Linked DNA regions of Mus musculus: region 1 is linked to region 2. A link is a contact called in public HiChIP or PLAC-seq data. All regions are on one chromosome and are shown on one strand. Each heading gives the region's core, a stretch centred on a gene start, on an enhancer-like site or on the middle of the called end of the contact. The rest is flanking DNA. Distances are from core to core; before and after follow the strand shown.

The links. HiChIP or PLAC-seq counts read pairs in DNA pulled down with a chosen protein or histone mark.
Region 1: an H3K27ac HiChIP or PLAC-seq map of embryonic stem cells shows a contact between it and region 2, with 5 read pairs. The contact joins two enhancer-like sites. A contact is called at or near these places in 1 of 115 datasets of contacts at active chromatin or transcription factors (embryonic stem cells) and 3 of 9 other capture datasets (adipose tissue, liver and pancreatic islet).

What each region holds. Positions count from the first base shown.
Region 1 is chr15:9,162,984-9,165,986 of GRCm38.p6, forward strand. It overlaps Lmbrd2 (LMBR1 domain containing 2), which reads left to right. Exons shown (of 18, transcript NM_177178.3): 7 at 2,805-2,879. Among named protein-coding and RNA genes, the nearest start is that of Lmbrd2, 24 kb to the left of the region's middle. Within about 2 kb of position 1,453, at least 14 of the 459 cell types and tissues checked have an H3K27ac peak or open chromatin away from gene starts, as enhancers often do. A contact at or near this core is called in embryonic stem cells, where this site is marked.
Region 2 is chr15:9,092,576-9,095,495 of GRCm38.p6, forward strand. It overlaps Nadk2 (NAD kinase 2, mitochondrial), which reads left to right. Exons shown (of 13, transcript NM_001040395.4): 6 at 139-275. Among named protein-coding and RNA genes, the nearest start is that of Nadk2, 23 kb to the left of the region's middle. Within about 2 kb of position 1,621, at least 95 of the 459 cell types and tissues checked have an H3K27ac peak or open chromatin away from gene starts, as enhancers often do. A contact at or near this core is called in embryonic stem cells, where this site is marked.

The DNA of each region.
Region 1 (3,003 bases), core at 203-2,702, 70 kb after region 2:
TCCCACAGATACTCCTATTTCCCTATACATACAGGAAGCACTAAGTGTACTCAGTGGGTTTAAAAAAACCAAAACGGATGAAGTTGGGTGGAAAAGTGGAAAGCATAAGGGAGGAATTAGTGTGAAAGAGGGATGGGTTTGATCAAACACATTATATGCACATGTGAAAGGAAGTTATTTATGAAACCACAGTCTTGCCTAAGTTCACATATATTGTGTTTACAGTAAATAAATAAATTAATTAATTAGAGTAGTCCATTACTTTTTAATTCAGTCTTGTCTAGCTTCTCAGGACATGAGCAGAATGCCAGAATGAAGCAAGCATGGCTTCTGTCCCAGATCCTGGTCGTACCCTTGATCACCTCCAAAACTGCATGAGTTGACCCTCCACACCTTTGTTTCACTTGGGCACTTCAGTTTATTGACCTTTTTGAGTTCTGTGGCCTGACACTATTACTGAGGCTATGGTGCTCACAAAAAGGAATCTAGCATGACAGCACTCCAGAAGACCCAACAAGCAGCTGAAAGAGTCAGATGCAGATATTTGCACCCAACCAATGGACAGAAGCAGCTGACCCCCGTTGTTGAATTAGGGAAGGCTGAAAGAAGCTGAGGAGGAGGGCGATCCTGTAGGAGGACCAGCGCTCTCAATTAATTGGGACCCCCAGAGATCTTACAAACACTGGACTACCAAACAGGCAGTATATACCAGCTGATATGAGGCCCCCAACAAACGTACAGCAGAGGACTTCCTGGTCTGTGTTCATTCAGAGATGATGTACTTAACCCTCAGGAGACTGGAGGCCCCAGGGAGTTTAGAGGTCAGGTGGGGTTGGGGGTGGTGTGGGATGTGGAGCAGACAGAGGGTGGATGGGGGCTGGGGGAATAGAATATGGAGTGTAAAAAATAAATTTAAAAAAACCCAACAATATTTACTAACAAAATAAAAATGGAAGTAATATGAAAAGAAGAAATATAAACCTTGACAGATCCTTTGTGAACTCTTTTTATTTTATTTTTTGAGATTTAATCTCTCTCTTATTTCCAGTCACTCCCACTCCCCTTTCTCTCTTTCAAATCATGACTTCTTTTTTTTTTTTTAGTTAATTGTTGTTATGAACATCTGCTGTATGTATGCGTGTAAACATATATGTTCTAAATACAGGCCACTCAGTCTGTATAATGTTATTTGTGTTTAGGTGTTGGATAACCCATTGGTATAGTCTTTCTTCCCTGGGAAGGCCCGCTCTCAGCATTCCTCAGTTGCTTGCAGTTCTTTGTCAAGACCTCTTGGGTGTTCCCCGTCCATATCAGCATGCCTGTTACTGCTGTCCTTGTTCAGCTCATGTTTATGCAGAAGCCTTAGTGAGACTTTGTGGGTGTAGCTTGTGACAAGCCTAGGAGACTCAGTCTCACAGCGACTCACTGATCCTCTGGCAGGGAGGCTCCGGCTCTTACAGTCCTTTGCCCCTGACGCCTAACCCCACAGTGATCCCCACAGTGATCCCCACAGTGATCCCTAAGCCTCAGCCGAGAGAATAGTGTTGTAAACGCATCACTTCAGACTGGGCTCTAAAACTGTGCATTTGATTCATTGTGGTTTCTATTGGGAAGAGAAGGTTCTTTGAGGAGGGTGGGAACTACACTGGTCTGTGGGTAAAAGGCAAATGGTTATTGTCATGTTCATAAGCATCATAGCTGGGTTGGACAGTTGATCACTTCCCTCCTTTGGGAGATATCATGGCATCTTCTGGTACTATGAAAGCTAGTCCTCAAGGATAAGGCTTTCAAATCAGTTCTAGCTCACGGGTTTCTGGGCCCTATGCCTTAAATGTACAGTGTTTTCAGAAATAGAGATTTTAAAGTAATAACAGTAGGCTAGCGCTGACCAACAACTCAATAAAAGGACTTCTCATACCCGTGTTGAGGTTTTTGTTAGATGTTATTTAGCTAGCTCTTGAAATAAACTTGTCAGCCCCGATGGGAGCACTTAATTTAAACTATATATGTTTATTTATACATGCTGTGTCCAAGTTGCAGGAACCTCAAAGACCACTGAGAGACTGACTTCAATGTAAACACATAAGGGTCTTTATTACAAGCTCTAGAGCAAGTTCTCTCATCATCCCTGTTGCAGTAGGTCAGAGTGAGAGCCTTGAGTCTGGGGGTGCAGAGTATTTATTGTAGTTACAGCAAGCTTGGGGAATTTCCATATGGGTCAGCAAATTAATATTTTAAAAACTACATTTCTGGCATAATCTGCAGAAACTGAACAGGTGGACAAAACCACCTGAAAAGCAGAATGGCTAAGTTATCTGTTCTCTCTGGATGTCTTAAGTTATCTATATGAACCTTGACCCTGCTGTTGTAGCCTGACTGGCTATTGCTATGGGGGGTTGCCATAGGAGGCTTACTCAGGAGGACTCTGGTTTTCTTCCTGGAATTGAAGTTTAGCCCCTGGTCTTGCACTAAATGGAGTTTCTTCAAAAATGGAATTGGCTGGGCTTTACATACACACATGTATTATAAACTTTTGAACTGTTAAATAATGCTAGCCATTGTGATATATGAAATAAGCAAACAATGGAGGGAGACATTTAGAAATCCATAGAACAGTGAAGGATGTAAATACAGCTATTTGAATACTTTATTTTATAAGTGCTCTTAATAAATTTTATTCCATGAAAAAAACTTATAATGCTAAATAATTTGAGCTGAAATTAAAATCTGGAACTTGTGTGAACTCTCATTTAAAATGTATGATTTATAGAAATCTAAATATTTTTATTTTACTGTTTTTATAGGAGGTTCGTAAAGTAAATGAGAGCATCAAGTACAACCACCCACTGAGGAAGTGTGTAGACACAATACTTAAAAAGGTAATCATGTTATATTGTTTCCGCTTTTTCTCGTGAAGTACATTTTTATATACTATTGTAAATTAATTTTTCACATAGGAAAGTGTGATTAAAGAATATATGGTTAAGGTTTTCCAGATGGATT
Region 2 (2,920 bases), core at 371-2,870:
AGACATGTGGATGCCACTGTGCTCAATCTAGAATTAGCTTCTCATATACATCTTTCAGTTTGCTGAGGCTATCCTAATGTCTATTCTTTACCTAAGTGTGTTTGATTTTACTATAACCTCCCTTTCCTTCCCTTTCAGGTGGTTGTGGAGGCAGCGGATCAGGTTATATCTGGAAGGGACTGGCATAAACCCCACTCCCGTGGACCTTCACGAACAGCAGCTGAGCTTGAATCAGCACAGCCGAGCCTTTAACATCGAAAGAGCGCACGATGAAAGTAGGTGGCCAGAGCCAGCCTGGAGTGGGCACTGTTTGATTCCTAAGTTTTGAAACAGTAATTTACATGTCATTTGCTTTTAGTGTCACTAATAACTCCTTCACCCCAAGCCTGTGAAACTGAAACCCCACCTATGTCTCTTTAGCCCAGTTATTGGCTGTTAATTTACCAACCAGAAATAATATTTGGGGGCAGGATCACTCAGCATCTAAATGTGGACTCGATTGTCTCTGGGGCAACCTGACTTGGGGGCTCAAAATAAGCATAAGAATACAAGCAGCATTAGGCCAACCTACTATATTTCCCCCTTTTTTGTCCAAATAAGAAGGCTTTCTCTTATAGTAAAACAATACATAGTAGGAACTATTTTGGAACAATTATGAAAATTATTATGACTTACCTTTAAAGGTTCAGTCTGTATCGTGTACCTTAGATGAGGTACTTAACTGTCTATCCTATCGCAGTGAGCTTACAACACTGTACTTAAATCATCTTCTAATTTAACTTGTATTTCCACCCTAAAATCATCTTTTCAAGTCTAGAACGTCTTCACTGCTAAACAACTTAAGTTTAACTATGAGACTATAACTGTCTTCAACCCCGTCAGAGATCTGAGAAGGGATTAAATATTACCTGAGTGTGCAGGAAGAACAAAGACACAAGCTTCCAAAACTACAGACATGACAGAGGTAGCTGACTGCCTAGACAGTCCCCAACATTTGTCACACCGTTGGAGCATCTATCTTACAGTTCAGAGGTTTAGTCCGTGACAGAAAACACGGCAGAGTCCAGGCAGGCATGAGCTGGGCAGGAGCTGAGAGTTCTACATCTTGGTCCATAGGCAGCAGAAGGAGGCTGTATATCCTACTGGGCATACCTTGAACATAGGAGACCTCAAAGCCGGCCCCCACGGTGATGCACTTCCTCCACCAAGGCCACACCTACTTATAGTACCACTCCCAGTGGGCCAAGCATGAGTCAGTGGGGGCCATACCTATTCAAACCAATGCACCCTGTGTCTAAAACAAAACAAAGCAAACTCCTCAAAAACCCGAAATGCAAAAAATACTATATCTAGTGTAATAAACATGTGTGCAGACTTATGTAATGTGCAGGTCAGAGGTCGTGCTGGTGAGGGTGTGGCTCAGTGTATTCAGTATCTAATGAGAGTTCATCTCTACTGCTGTGTGACAAATTACTTCATCCTTTAGCATTTTAGGCGTACATATTTATAACCTCACAGGATGTGAAGGTCATAATCCAGGGACATTTCACCTCTTAGTCCTGGTGTAGAGTTCCTTGGGAGGTAACACTCAGCTGTCAACCACAACAGCAGCGCTTGGAGATGGGACAGCCCAGGAGAAGTCACTTCCTGTTTCTCGCAGATTGTTGTGTCCGGCCAGCGGATCACATGTCTGGGTTCTAGCCTGGAAAGGCATTTTGGAAACCTGGAAGAGAAGAGAGGCTAGGCTAAGATGCAGCTAAGACAGCCATGCTGATCAAAGCTCAATTTTACTATTCCAAACGCAGTTATGAAGCAGGGGAAGGGGGCCCGATTCCTGCCAAATCATCTTGGGGTCCAGTAGCAGGGTGACCACGTGTATGGCTCCGGAACAGCAAAGCGGAGGGCTCCAGCAGTGGGCGTGGCAGAGCGATTGAGCGGCAAGCTCCACCCTGATGTAAACAGTGGAACCTTTAAGGCTGGCTTCAGGCTGGGGGAGGGGAGGCTACAGCAGATGGCTTCAGTTCCAGCCACTCCACAGTGCAGTGTGTGAGCTGAGGGGGAGGGCAGAGACGCACAGCGAGATAGAAGTGCAGTCTTTTCTAACCGAGTCTCAGAAGTGGGTGCACGGCCAGAGTGTCTGTGCTGCACCTGTTGGCCGTGGAACCCACTTCTGCTGTGACGTAATGTAATGGAAGGGCGTGAATCCTGGGTGGCAGGAGTTACTAGAGACGAGCTGCCCACCATAACTGGGATGGACTCAGTAAGTGTTGACTTCGAGGAAGTGTGTGAGAAAGGGACAAGTGAACTTTTGCCATAATGTCTGTCCTGTGAGAGACACTTGACTCTAGTCCTGCTGCTGATGACAGGATAGGGGGAGAGGATGGGCTGGGGGGTGGGGGGTGGAGGGGAGGCATGGGGCTGGTATTTTCAGTTGAAAACTGATAAAGGACAAAAAGTAAAGGGACCTCTTTACAGATGACAAGATCAAGTTTAATCACCCCAGTACTGAGAGTGCTTGCAGGCTTTTCTATTGTCATGACGGAGAACACTTACTTAATGGTATATATAGATTAAATAAAAGATGGGGATTTTTACAGATCTTGAAGGAAGATGTAATGTTTTTCTGATGTTGACATTCTAAAAATATTTTTGAGGTTTCTCCAATTGAAAAAACACTGCTGTCCCCCTCCCCTCCCCTCCCCTCCCCTCCCCTCCCCTCCCCTCCCCTCCCCTTCTTCCCTTCCTTTTTTTTCCTTAAAATTTTTTTCTGTTGAAGGATTAGAACATTTTTCCTTTCCTTCCTCCACACCCTTACTTCTGCCCCTTCCTTGTTATCTTTCAAATTCATGGCTTCATTTTTCATTAATGGTTATTATGTGCACATATGTATATATAGAGATGCATTCCTATGACCTTCTCA